3 separate regions of the Mus musculus genome follow, and all the other regions are linked to region 1. Evidence: chromatin contacts called from public promoter capture Hi-C data. All regions are on one chromosome and are shown on one strand. Each heading gives the region's core, a stretch centred on a gene start, on an enhancer-like site or on the middle of the called end of the contact. The rest is flanking DNA. Distances are from core to core; before and after follow the strand shown. Region 1 holds the start of Tigd2 (tigger transposable element derived 2). Region 2 overlaps Herc3 (hect domain and RLD 3). Region 3 has its middle 45 kb from the start of Gprin3.

Region 1 (4,334 bases), core at 1,028-3,527:
TGGTTAGAACTCCCTGGCTCATAGGTTGAATTAGACTTGTGACGTTTGGTGGCAAATATTTCACAATTATTCTGCCATCATCTGAGCTCAGCAGTTCTTCAGCTGGATGTGCTGCAGGAAAATCCAAAAGTAGTACTGCTTTTTCTCGAAGCCCTTTGGATTTCAGATGCTTCTGCACCTGTGGCACAAAGCACTTTTCAAACCACTGTTTGAGAACAGATGGCTCGATCCATGCACTTTTTTGACTGAAGTAAGTGACAGGGAGGTTTGAAAGGTCAGTACCTTTGAATGCACGGGGTCTTTTTGCTTTCCCCACAACACAGAGATTAAGCTTGTGTGAACCTGTGGCATTTGCACAACACATAATAATGATTCTTTCTCTGCTTGTCCTATATTCACAAGTACTCTGGTCCGTGTCAAAAGCCAATGTCCTCGTTGGTAGACATTTCCAGAACAATCCAGTTTGGTCAGCACCATAAATCTGTTCTGGTAGGAGATTTTCTCTTTCCACAAATTCCTGAAAGTTACCACAAAATTCACTGGCAGCAGTTTCATCCCCTTTTAATTTTGTGCCTTTCCCTGCAGCCTTTGGAATACCGTGGCGCTGCTTAAACCTAGTAAGCCAGCCAGAAGAGGCATTAAAATCACCCTCCATGCCCAATGCATCGAAGAAGAACCTAGCCTGCTTTGCACAGATCGTTCCAGACACTGGAATGCCATCTGTTTTCTGTTGATTAAACCATTCTATCATCACTCTGTCAAGCTCCTCATACGTTGACGACTTCATGGATTTACGCTTGGACACCCCACTAGTTGGGTCTGAACTGTTGGCATAGTTTATAATTCTCTCTTTGTTTTTTTTAATGTCACGAACTGTGGATTCACCAATTCCATACAGGACAGAAAGTTTTTTGAAGGAGTTGCCTTCTTCAAGCTTCTTAATAATGTCAAGTTTGTCTTTAATTGTCAGGACCACACGTTTACGTTTCCCCAACATTTTAGTCTAATTATTTTAGACAATTAACAACTTAGATTTGAACACAAAGAGACCAGAAAATGGAGGCTTAAGAGTCCTCAGCTGTTCCCTAAGACTTGGATGTTATAACAATTTTCAACGAAAGTCCGAGTTTTTCCCTTTGCATTTTAGAACTTAACCTGTTCCTATGACAACGAATAGCTCCAGATAACCCTTGTTTCTCTTCTTCCTCCTTGCTCTTTTCATTAAATTGCAGCCTTACTGAAAGCTCTAAGTTGAATCAATATTGTCCTACCGAGGTTTCTAAAACATTCTCATGATGATCAATTTTTGCCATTACCATGGGTCTTTTTTTCTTTTTCTTTTTTTCTTATGCTACGTTCAAGAAAACAGTTTTACTCGGGCTTGCACACTTAACAGACAGAAACACGGAGCAGGAAGCCTCACAGCCTGACTGTTGATGTCTGTGTCAGACAGCCAAGTGAGTGAACGCTCTCTTCAAGGCAAGGACTCTTGATGAGTACCTATGAAAGTCACAGCGAGCAGAGGTGAGCTGTCTCACCTCTTAGAATGTAAGTGGACAGGCAAACAACTCAGTACTTTAAACCAAAAAGAACTTATTGCTAATGGCAACTGAAAGGGAAACAGCGGACAAGTGATGTCACATGATTCAAGAAAGGATAAAAAACTTCATTGGTGGAAATCAGGACCCAAGGCTGCAACTAGGGGGTGGTAGGCTGGGTGAAGACCATACAGTAATCCTGGTGCAAGAAGATCTCCATGACCACAGAAGTAGCTGCTGGGGTGGTAGAGGTACTCGAGCCTTTGAAACCTATAGGAAAATACCAAACACGTTTTCCTTTCAGTATCAGTCCACCGTATAACTCATACCTACCCCTGCAACTGTGTCTAGGACATTGCCACCTATCAACCTGACAGGTAATAGACAAATAACGCTCGCAGGCACCACCCGGGAGCTGAGAGCCTACCTCCTGACACTACCAGGGCCTCTCCGAGACCGCCGGCCAGCAAGCTCCGAGCCGGACGCTGGGTGAAAGTCGGAGGCAGAGGGTCACGGCCGCAGCCCTACAGCGAGCGACTGGTCACCAGGCGCGCGGGACGCCGGGAAGCAGGGTGCGGGCATCGCTCCGCCTGACCGGCCAGAACGCAGAGCCAGCAGAGGAAGTCCCCAGCGAAGTCGACCCCGCCAGCCACCGCAGAGCGAGCGCGCAACGGAGCTGCGCGGCCGAGCCGGAAGGCAGGGGATTAGGTGCGCGCGCGCGCCCCCGCAGGAACGTGTTGTCGGCGAGGGGCGGGATGCGCGGGCGAGCCCGCTGACGGGGGCGCGGCTTCTGGGGGAGGGGCGGGGCTTGGCCAATGCTCCGCCTCCGGACACCCAGCGTGTGGCTCACGGCTGAGACCAGCAGAGGGCGACGCAGGGTGATTCTAGGTGGCCGGACTTTGCAGATGAGAAGGGAATAATAGCAAGGTTTTCTTTCTGGTAAGACTCAGGGAATATTTTAAGGCCCTAATGAGTTTACAGCTGTAACCTTCCAGGAATCTTCCCTCAAGGACTCTCTTCTGTTATCTTCTAACTAACAGGTTGTTCTGTTAGTATCATTTGGGTAATTTTCCTATATTTGTGTCCAAGGAAGTGAGAGTTGTGCTGTTTTGAGGATCATGTTGTTTTTTTCTTTTTTCTTTCTTCAGTAGCTTAAGATATATTTTAATCATGTTTACAATGTTACAATTTAGTATTGATGTTTTATGAAGTTAAATTATTAAATGAATAGTCTTAAATCCACTGTGGTGTTTTGTTTTGTTTTGTTTTGTTTTTTGAAAAATTATATAATTACCAAAAGCCAAAAATCAAATATTTGGAATACCTACTGTGAAATTTAAGAGATTAAAGGTTGTACTTGATACTTGTTATTTTTCTTAAATCTAGTTATCAAATGTAAAAATAAAAAGGCCCAGGGAGTGCACAGAGCCTCTTTGCCCTCTTCTGCGGCTGCGGCAACACAGAGCCGGATACCAGAGGCCAGCCAGCATGACGGTCGGCACTGATGACCTTAATGCTGGTGCAGGAATATAAGGACCACTTCCTGCTGTCAAAGGGGAATTTCAAGACTTCCACCTGTATCCAGTCCCAGCGTAGAGCCCCTCTCTTGCATAATAGTTTTTTAGGTGGTGTTGTTTTTAAATCCTTCTTCCACAAACTACAACCTAATGTGGATTATTCTGTTTCAGAAGAGGTTGTTTATTTGTTTGTTTCTCTAGAATTCTAGCACCAGGAGAGAGGGAAATCAAACCAAGCATTCATTCACTCTGCAGAGAAAGAATGTTGATTACTGGCCCTCTTTTGTCTCCCAAGCCTTCTCTGTGCTGCTATTCTCAGAGTCCCACCCTTCCACTCTCTGGCCTGCTGGATGGAAATCCTTTGATCTTTGATCTATCTCTGCTGTCCTATGGATGACTTTGGACAAGCCCTAGTTTTGCCTGAAAGTAGACTTCCCATAACTCTCACCCGCTTCAAGCTTACAAGGAAGCAATCTGAGTGGTTCCAAATGACCATTCCTAGTAAAGAACAATTTCATTCATATTGCTTTTAAAAACTTCCCTTCTCCCTTCTCGTTCTTAAGGAGTGCGCAAAAACACTCGCACCTGTTCATTCCTTAACAGAGGAGAACTAGCTTTCAGACTGCCAACCTCATAGAAATCAGGCTGTTCTTAGCCAAACGGAAGTTTGCCTGGCTTTCCTCTCTTCCAGCCTCCTGGGGTCACTGTGGCCTATGGTATTAAAGAAGAAAAAATGAAAAAAAAATCCTGCCTTGCTTGCCCATCCCACTTTTGGAAGCTAATTTCCTTCTCCATAGTGTGTTTGATGAGTATTTGTAGAATCTACCCCCAGTCAATTGTTTACCCCTTCTGTAACCTCATGAAGAACAAAAGCCAGATGCCGATATCATAAAGGCTGTCAAGCCTCTAGAACCCTACAAGACCTGTGACCACATGAACTACCCACGCCCTCCATGAGGGAATATTAATAGAGCCCTATTTTGTGGGTGCCTTATGAGCCTGGTGAGCATCTCCTTCTCTCTATGAACGAATAACATAGTCTGAACCTCAGCTGCTTTCTTCAAGATGACAGTGGTAGTGCCAAACTGGAATGTTACAACTGCAGCACACACACATGTGCACACACATGAACTGTCATGGGCATGCTATGTCAAAAGCTTAGACATGTATTGTCTTTCCACAGGGTAAGAATTTATTAAATAATAATGATTACATAAGGCATCAATTTGCTATGTAGTTATGATTTCCCTTGATTATTGTCAGTTAGCAAATATAGGTT
Region 2 (4,334 bases), core at 674-3,173, 320 kb after region 1:
GCAGTACAATTGACATACTAAACACTCCTGTAACAGTATTATTTGATATATTTTATGTAGAAAAATAAAGAGAAAAAATTCAGATTATAAAGGTAAACCCACAAAGCTACAGACTCCTCACCTTTGACAAAGATGACACACATTAGAAAAAGACAGCCTCTTTAACAGATGATACTGGAAAAACTGGATATTCACATGAATAGAAAAAGAAAGAAAAAGCAAAGAAAAAAATCTAGACCTGAATCTCTCATCCCTGTAAAAAAATCACCCCAAAATAGATCGAAGAGGCCTCCACGTAAGACTTGGAAGATACGAGAGGAAAAGGTAAATTAAAAAATACTTCCAGATAGAGACCTAGCCAAGGGCTTTCACAAGAAATAACTCATGGATGGGACTGCATGAAAATGTGACATTTGCAGGAAAATGTCTGGAGGGGCATGCTAAGCAACCTCAGGAGGAAAACACATCCTGCTTTCATATGCACAATCTATGTTTAACTGTAAACATTTACATGGAAGGAAGAGGGGAACTTAGAGAGTAGAAGAGGCCTAACTGGGGCAAGAGAGTAACAGAAGAAAAGGTGAAAGGAGGGAGAGGTCTTTCCTGGGAGAAGCAGACCAGTAAGAGTGTGTCTCAGAGGGAGATAGAGGATAATGGAAAGGCAAAGAACAAAGTATAATCACACACACACACACACACACACACCACACACCACACACAATTTACATATATATAAAATTATGTGTGTGTGTGACAATATGATCCATTTCTAAACAGAATTTTTCCAAAAGAAGCCTAGACTACAATTTGAGCATTTCTCAAAAAATAAAATAACGGCATTATTAAAAAATATGACTCTTTAATGTCATAATAAAACTTCACTCTGGAAGGTGGACAATGAAAAGAATGGTAAAAGGAGAGGGCAATTCTGAACAAGCCACCTGCATCTGTAACTCGGCATCAGTCTGCAGCATCTTGGTCTTAGCTTGGGCATCAAAGATGAAAGGATAGGAACAAAGGGTTACAGCATCCTACAAGAAAACACATCGTTAGTGTTATTACAGTATCTAAAGAGAAAGAACACTGGAAATACATACATACATACAGGCAAAAGGCATTATTTACCTGCATGATAGAGGGTCTAGCCTTCTGTGTAAAGAACAGAAAAGACAATTATTACTTGAATTATAAAAAGCGTAATTTTACCCCTCCCCAAATATAAAATATACATAGCAAATCTTTTTACATTATCTGGTTATTCTTAATACATTTCAATAGATGACAATGTTTTAATGAGGAAAGAAAACATGCTTTGATGGGTAAAGACAGAAAAAAATAGCAAAAACAATTTCTTAAAGAAGTAAAAGACTTTTAAGGGCCATTTTCATACTTCACAGGATTGAGTTCTCTTTATAGGAAATCTAATTCCACTAGGCTGCGTGGCACATGCCTATGACCTAGCAGCTGTGAGGCTGAGGTGGGAGAACTGCCAGCTGAGGGCCAGCCTGGGCTACAGAGCAATTGTGAAGATAACACTTGGATTCTAGATTAGGGCTGCTGAATCTGGAATGCAAGTAACACTTTATCGGTCTCCTGCATACATGCTTAGAGGAACCAAACAATAATAAATGCATTAGACTGAAGTATTTTGCCCTTAAAAGCTTCTCTACAAATTGGGAATGATTCTAAATTTGAGAAGAGTCATAGAAAACAAGTTCATCCACAATGAAATGTTTGTAACAAATACAGTACAGTTTTATTTCAGGAAAGTGAGGAGAACTCCCTCCCACCCCCCCAAAATGTTATTTGTTTATATCAGGCAGTATACTTCATTAAATTCCTCCAAATGGTGAGCAACAGTGGCTTTCAGGTTATGCCCTATTACACAACACCAGCTGGCTCCACGCTGAGTGTTGTAAACACAGGCAGGACAACAGTGACAATGCAACATGTCTGCAAAACCATGCCATACCTGTCCAGCACTGACCATGGGGTGTAGACTGTAAGTAGATGGCACTTATCAATACAGACTATGAACACAAGCACATGGTGGAATTAAACCCATATGTAGAAAACCAGGCCCAAGAGACACCACAAACCAACTAAAGGGCACCATACTTGCCTGGACCCCACAGAAAGAAGGATATTTAACTATAAGGTAGTAAAAGGGTCCAGTCACTGAGCAGCCTGTGAACATTTCAAGGGACTGACTGACAGGCAGCAGACACCAGGTGTCCCTGGGGCTTCAGCTCAGCCAACATGGTCCATTTGACTTGTTACCTGTCCATCCAACCCTCTATCCATTTGTCTATGTACTAGTACATCTATCTGAACCAAATCCTGTATCTCACATTGATGAATCTATAGCCCTGCAGATAAACTCGATGCTATCTCTCAATTTTGATCCTATGGCTCAGTTCTGCTGGCCTCCAATAGCAGTCCCTCTGGACTCAGCAGCCCTGGGAGCAGCTGCTTTTCACATGGCCTCTGAACTCCGGCTTCTTGAACTCTTCTGTAGACAAGGTGTAACCTGTGTGTATACTGTGTGAAATATAACCTAGGGTTTCACAGGTAAGACTAATAATTAAGACTAGCACAAAAGAGCTTGTAATTTTCTAATGGCCAGCTATTGTGATAGCTAGCTCATATGGTCAATTTATAATCTTCTGAAAAGCATTTTGGATATATTGGTAAGGGTGTTAAAAGGGGAAATTAATCACCAGGGAAGTGTGAAACATCATCCTATGGGCTGGGTTCCTGGCCAGAATAAAGAGAATGCCAGATTAAGGGGGTAGAACAGTTAGTGGAGTGCATGCCTTACACATATAAAACCTTCAGTTTGATTCCCAGCACTATATAGACTGAGCATGGTGATGCATGCTTATGATCCTCTTACTCAGAGAAGGTAGGGGTGGAGGGGAGGAGAGGGGAGGGCAGGGGTAGGGGAGGGGAGGGAAGGGATGGGATGGGATAGGGGAGAGAGGAGGGAGAGAAAGAGAGCTATCTGAGTGACTAAACTCCTGAAAGATACCATGAATTCGGCTGCTCCCGTTGCTATGCCTCATCCCCCATGAGCGACTGCATCCCTCTGAACCTCTTTAAATTGCTTTTTTTTTTTCAGGCTTATAGTCACAGCAATGTGGAAAATAACTAGTAAATGTGAATTCACTGTTTTTTAATAAACTGATACTGCAGTAAGACACAAACATATCCATCTATGTTTCTAGCACGCTGTGCTCATGACATTATGTAGTAAATATCTTTAACAGAAACACAAAAATGAGCAATTAAGATCATCTTGAAAAGAAAACAATGAGCAAAATTCATGCTAAGAGACCTGAGTGGGCTACGCTGCTGTTGCTTTAATGTCTCCTAGAATGTTCTGTGTTCTCAAAATGATTCTCTGAACAAAATAAAAACATTCTGAAAGATCTCTTCTTACCTGTGTGTAATCACACAATTTACACTTATCTGTTAATGACTGCGTGGGCGGGTTATAAACATTCAACTGTGTGAGAACACTGAGAAAAGAAAAAGAAATTGTTGCTTGGTAGATGCTGCAGTTACTAAGGATACTAATACTAGCTTGCTCCGTGAATAAGATCTAACAGCAGAGGGAGAAAAAGCGCTGAATCATTCTAGAAGGCCTGTGGGAGAATGAAGCCTGCGCCTGGTGGCTGAAAGTCCTTCTCTAGAATGCTGGAACATTCGCTTCCAGGGACACACTAGCTCACCACTCTGAGCTGTTGAAACTCAGCATTTGGCTGACCATAATGTTTTCTTATTTAGTTTGGTTTATGTATATTATATGAATAAGAACTATACTTCCTTTTGTGTTTATGCATATTTAAATGAAGTCGTACAATAGCAATAATAATTACAGTTCATCCTATTGATACTTTAGAGCTATATTCCTTGAGGGATTTTAGAACATTTCTCTACACTGAGAAACACCAGAGACAATTCCAGTCCATGGGACCAAGTCTAGAACATATAATGCAGGTCAGTGCACACATAATGCAGGTCAGTGTAGTTTACTTTCATACTAATATATCAAAATATTTTGAATGTAAGTATTGAATTGATCACATCTTATAAGGCTGCTTATCCTGGGTTATCCATTTCCCAGAAATGGGTCTCACAAACTTAAGGTTCTATGGTAACAATGAACTTCAAGGTCTCTGCCTGCAACAGAGTTGTACCTATGGCATAAATTCATTTTTCAAACTATATGAAACAGGAACCATAGATAAGTAAAGTTCAGAGCTGAAGAATCAGAAACATCCTTTCTTAAATATGAAATCAATACTTCCTAGATATGCTGACCAGGAGGC
Region 3 (4,334 bases), core at 642-3,141, 260 kb before region 1:
GATTATTTCAGAGAAAATAAAAGGTTTCTCCCTCACACCAGTTCTTAGAATAAAGTGTGTGGACCTTGAGCTTGATGCATAGCACTGATTTTTAAGTTATCTGTAGCAATAAACCTATGTGCTTGGTGTCTTTGTTTTTCCTTTTTGAAATGATAGCATGGTTTATTGTTATCTGTGCTAGCTAGTCATATGTCAACTTGCCACTCAAACTAGAGTTATCTGAAAGGAAGGAACCTCACTTGAAAAAAAATGCCTCAACCAGATCCATCTTAATTAGTGATTGATGAGGAATAACCCAAAACACTGTGTGTGGTACCATCTTTGGGATGGTTGTTCTGGATTCTATAAGAAGACAGGATAACCAAGCCAAGAGGAGAAAGCCAGAAAGTAGCACCTCTCAGTGACTTCTGCATCAGATTCTGCCTCCAGATTCTTGCACTCTTTGAGTTCCTGTCCATAGATAGAAACTCACCCTGGCAATGATGAACAGCAATAAAAAGAAAAGTAAGCCAAATAAACCCTTTCCCCCCCAACTTGCTTTTTGTTCATGGTTTTCATTACAGCAATAGAAACCCTATCTAAAACATCACCCTCCCAGGTATAATCAATTTCATTCATATGGTATATTAGTCTGGGTTCTTTAGTAAACAAACTTACAGAATTAATTTCTCTATATATTAAAAAAAAAAACCATTTATTAGAATGACTTACAGGCTGCAATCCAGCTAATCCAGCAATGGCTCCCTAATAAGAGAAGATCTAAGTATCCAGTAGTTACTCAGTTCATGAGGTTAGATAACTCATCTGATCTTCAGGGTATATCACAATGCCAAAGAAGTAGGCTTTTATGCCAGTGAAGGAATGAACTTGCTAGCAAGGGAAGATCAAATAAGCAAGAGCAATAGCTTCACTCTTCTAGGTCCTTATATCGGCTTCCAGAAGAAGGTGTGTCCCAGATTAAAGGTAGGTTTTCCCAATTCAAAAGATCTGGATGGAAGGTGAATTTTCTTCCCTCAAAAATCCAGCTTAGAAGTGGATCTTGTTAATTCAAACTAAGCAAAATTTCCTCACAGGTGTGCCTTCATTTGGGGATCTTAGTTAATTCTATATATATTCCAGTTGACAACCAAAAGAGACATCACAAGTCTTACTTCCTGTCAGTTTGACACACAATCTTGTCTCCATATGTACTTATCAATTTCTAAATGAAAATCATAACCAGTTATGACAATACCTAAAAATAATATAACTATGCTATATACCATCTCAAATATACTATATATTTAAATAAGTCATAATTATATCTAATATAACTCTCATACAACCTCAAACATATAAATTTGGAATAGGTGGCAATGTCCTCTGAAAAACATTCTTTTATATAACCATTGATAATCTCTTCATTGATTTCATATCACATGAAAAAAGAAATTGAGGAAAGAAAACACAAATATCTGTGCAACACACCCTTAACAACATACAACAGAAACACATTAATTAAAATCCTCTTTTCTGGTCTCATGGTCTAAGCTGGTCTTTAAAACTATCTTCCTTTACTACCCATTTTGCATTTCCTCCAACCTCAGCAAGCATTCAGCAAGCCTTGGCTCTTTTCCTGGAGAAGTGACCTATACCTTCATTCCTAACAATACAGATTTGTGCCCTTTGTCATCCTGCTTAGATTAGGTTGTAGTTTCCCATTGACTTTAATTACAGGACACATTAGCACGAAGTGATGTCCTAAAGGTTCTTTTACACTCCACACATAATCTTTCTTACCCCTGTGGAGAAGCATTCCAGTTTCCCCCATGGAATTCTGGATCAGTCACCCCTCCTAGCACTGTTACTCTTTTCTTAGCCTGTTAGTGGAAGTGGTGGGGGCAGGGAATAGGGGAGTGTCAGAGCTTCCAGTAGAGTGGAACATTTGTTAAGGCTCCTGGCAGAAGCACTCCTCCTTCTGAAACCAAAATTTCTAGGAAACAGAGTGTAAGACTTATGAACAGGAAGCAAAAATTTTCCTAATGGGTCACAAGGGGTGATAGTGAGTAGAAATATTCCCCTTTTCACCTGTTGATTCCTGGACTTGTGGATCCTGGCTATAGGAGAAACCTACCATATTTTGAACTTTGATTCAAAGGATGTACCACCTTCTTGTGATTCTGAATTACATTTCTTCCTGTGGGTAATGAAGTGGAGCCTGAAAATGTTGGAGCCCGTGGGCAGGGGATGGGGGATGGGGACGGGGGCAGGGGGGAGTTAGAGGGTGTCTTTCTTCTTTGAGGATTTCAGTGTTACATCTCTCTGAGAAGATGGTGAAACCGCTTGTGCATATGTCTTATTTGGGGTTAACAAGATAAATCATGAAGAAAGAGAATTTACAGGTGAATTTATATTAGTTTAGGCTTAAGATACTGGGAATTTCTTGTTTACATTCTAGGTGTTTGCTGAGCAAGTTCTTCTCTATAAAAAAAAAGCTATAATTTTATCAAGGACTAGGGGGCATTCCTTACCTAAATGATTTGGGGGGTTGGGCTCCCCAGGTTAAGTCAGGCAGTGATGAAGGAGCCCTGATGAAAAGAGTTCTCCACTTTGTGCAGATCTCAAGGAACTGTCTGGTCATGGTAGACTATGACTTTAATAGCTGTTTTCTCAACACCTTCAGGAGAAGCCTGTTCCAGTCATCTAAGCTGATGCCACCTAATTGACACTCTGTTGTGAAAAGGCCATTCCATCTTTCCAAATGGGAGAAACACTTTTTGTCACAGAAATTCATGATAAAGAATAACACGAATATTTTCTAGAAATAAAAATATATAAATCAAATAAATAAAAAGAGAGTGATTTATTTCCAAAGTAAGGAGCATGTAGCAACAGGATTTACTTACTGGAAGTGGAAACTTAATTAGAGTTAACTGCACAAGCCAGGAAGCTGTCAGACTTGAAGAAAGAGGCAGGATTAAGACCCCAGTTAAAAAGAATGTTTCTGACATGGAAAGAAAGGTTCCTGGAAATTACTCTCCACAACTTACAAGCACTCTCCACACTTTGCAAGCTTACACTATTGAAAACTCCTTCTAAATAACAATAATTTCAAAAAGGCAGTCAGACACTTTTCCTTCAGCAAATTAAATTTAGAACGGGATTGGGGTTCCAGGTATAATGGGTAGAAAGTGTGTGTCTTTTGAAGTAAAATGGCAGTTTTCATCCTAGCCTCTCCCATCACATTCATACTCTTGAATATAGCTTGAAAACACAAAGCTTAATTTACTAGAGACCTCATTGCCATGATGTCCTCTTGTCTCTAAGTCACTCACTGAGTGCTTCCCACAGTTCTACTACCCTTTCTTGGTTAACCAAGCTGGTCTTATATAAAATCAACAGCTCTTAAGCCCTAGGTCAAACTGTCTTTCATAGGTAACACCTCTACCCAGTTATGTGTGCACTTACATACAGAAAGGTACACACCTAGTACTAGATCAATGGTCAGCTGAAAGAGGACATGGGGTAGCCATTCCTGTCCGAGATTGACAACCTTTAAATATTCACCCTCATCAGGCTACAGAGCTGGATTAGTTTCTTTGTTTCTTTGGGGGTTTTTTGTTTGTTTGTTTGATTTTTCCTTACAATCTTTAATATGGAACCCAGGGCCTCACATCTACACATGCTAAACAAACACCCTAATGGCTCAGCTCTATCCCCAGCCTCAGGTCTAGGCTTTTTGATTGAGAAAAATAAAAAAATGCAAAGCTTTGCATTTCTATGACACAGACTGACTGGTTACAAAACAGTTATGTAACATGGCAAGATATTAAGAATTTATCTCCCAAACTTTTCTTGTAGCTAGTGGGAAAAAAATGGAGTTTCTCTTTGCTGTGATATATAAAATGATAAAAGAAATGTCTGAAGACAGCATGTCCTAGTCTGCAATTGGCTGAGAAGAAAAATGGACCAATTAATGAAGGAAGGAAATTCCTGTAGATGTTTGAATTCCTGGCTCCATCACTACATGACATCATCTGGACTTCTCTATTTAATGGCATAATAAATATCTTTCTTTTCTTATCTTACTTTATAATCAAAAGATATCTAATATATAGCATAACTGTCTTTAAAATATATAAGCCCTCATTATATGGCACCAGTTTGCTTGTAACTCATTAGCTATCTAGCCTGGGCTGACTTTGAGTTCGTGATCCTCCTGCCTCAGCCTACCTACCAAGTTCTGAAATTACAGGAATGTGTCCTTGTGACCAGTGTTCCATCTATACATTCCCATTAGATGCCTATCATATGTTTATAGAAATATTAAGTGAACATAGATTGCAGAAGAATCT

The links. Promoter capture Hi-C pulls out the DNA fragments that hold promoters and counts their contacts.
Region 2: a promoter capture Hi-C map of liver shows a contact between it and region 1. The contact joins the enhancer-like site here to the promoter of Tigd2 in region 1. A contact is called at or near these places in 12 of 39 promoter capture datasets (the 3T3-L1 cell line, 3T3-L1-derived adipocytes, the C10 cell line and 7 more), 3 of 115 datasets of contacts at active chromatin or transcription factors (embryonic stem cells and memory CD8 T cells) and 3 of 9 other capture datasets (adipose tissue, embryonic stem cells and liver).
Region 3: a promoter capture Hi-C map of 3T3-L1-derived adipocytes shows a contact between it and region 1, with 3 times the contacts expected there. The contact joins the enhancer-like site here to the promoter of Tigd2 in region 1. A contact is called at or near these places in 11 of 39 promoter capture datasets (the 3T3-L1 cell line, 3T3-L1-derived adipocytes, the C10 cell line and 5 more), 3 of 484 Hi-C or Micro-C datasets (the 3T3-L1 cell line, the HL-1 cell line and Th1 cells), 2 of 115 datasets of contacts at active chromatin or transcription factors (large pre-B cells and memory CD8 T cells) and 2 of 9 other capture datasets (adipose tissue and embryonic stem cells).

Annotation. Positions count from the first base shown.
Region 1 is chr6:59,206,813-59,211,146 of GRCm38.p6, reverse strand. Tigd2 (tigger transposable element derived 2) reads right to left here and starts at 2,277. Exons shown (of 2, transcript NM_001081145.1): 1 at 1,966-2,277; 2 at 1-1,808. The coding sequence starts at 997.
Region 2 is chr6:58,881,765-58,886,098 of GRCm38.p6, reverse strand. It overlaps Herc3 (hect domain and RLD 3), which reads right to left. Exons shown (of 26, transcript NM_001361966.1): 17 at 1,126-1,149; 18 at 942-1,031. Among named protein-coding and RNA genes, the nearest start is that of Nap1l5, 23 kb to the left of the region's middle. Within about 2 kb of position 1,923, at least 6 of the 459 cell types and tissues checked have an H3K27ac peak or open chromatin away from gene starts, as enhancers often do. A contact at or near this core is called in liver, where this site is marked.
Region 3 is chr6:59,468,863-59,473,196 of GRCm38.p6, reverse strand. No RefSeq gene overlaps it. Among named protein-coding and RNA genes, the nearest start is that of Gprin3, 45 kb to the right of the region's middle. Within about 2 kb of position 1,891, at least 1 of the 459 cell types and tissues checked has an H3K27ac peak or open chromatin away from gene starts, as enhancers often do. A contact at or near this core is called in 3T3-L1-derived adipocytes, where this site is marked.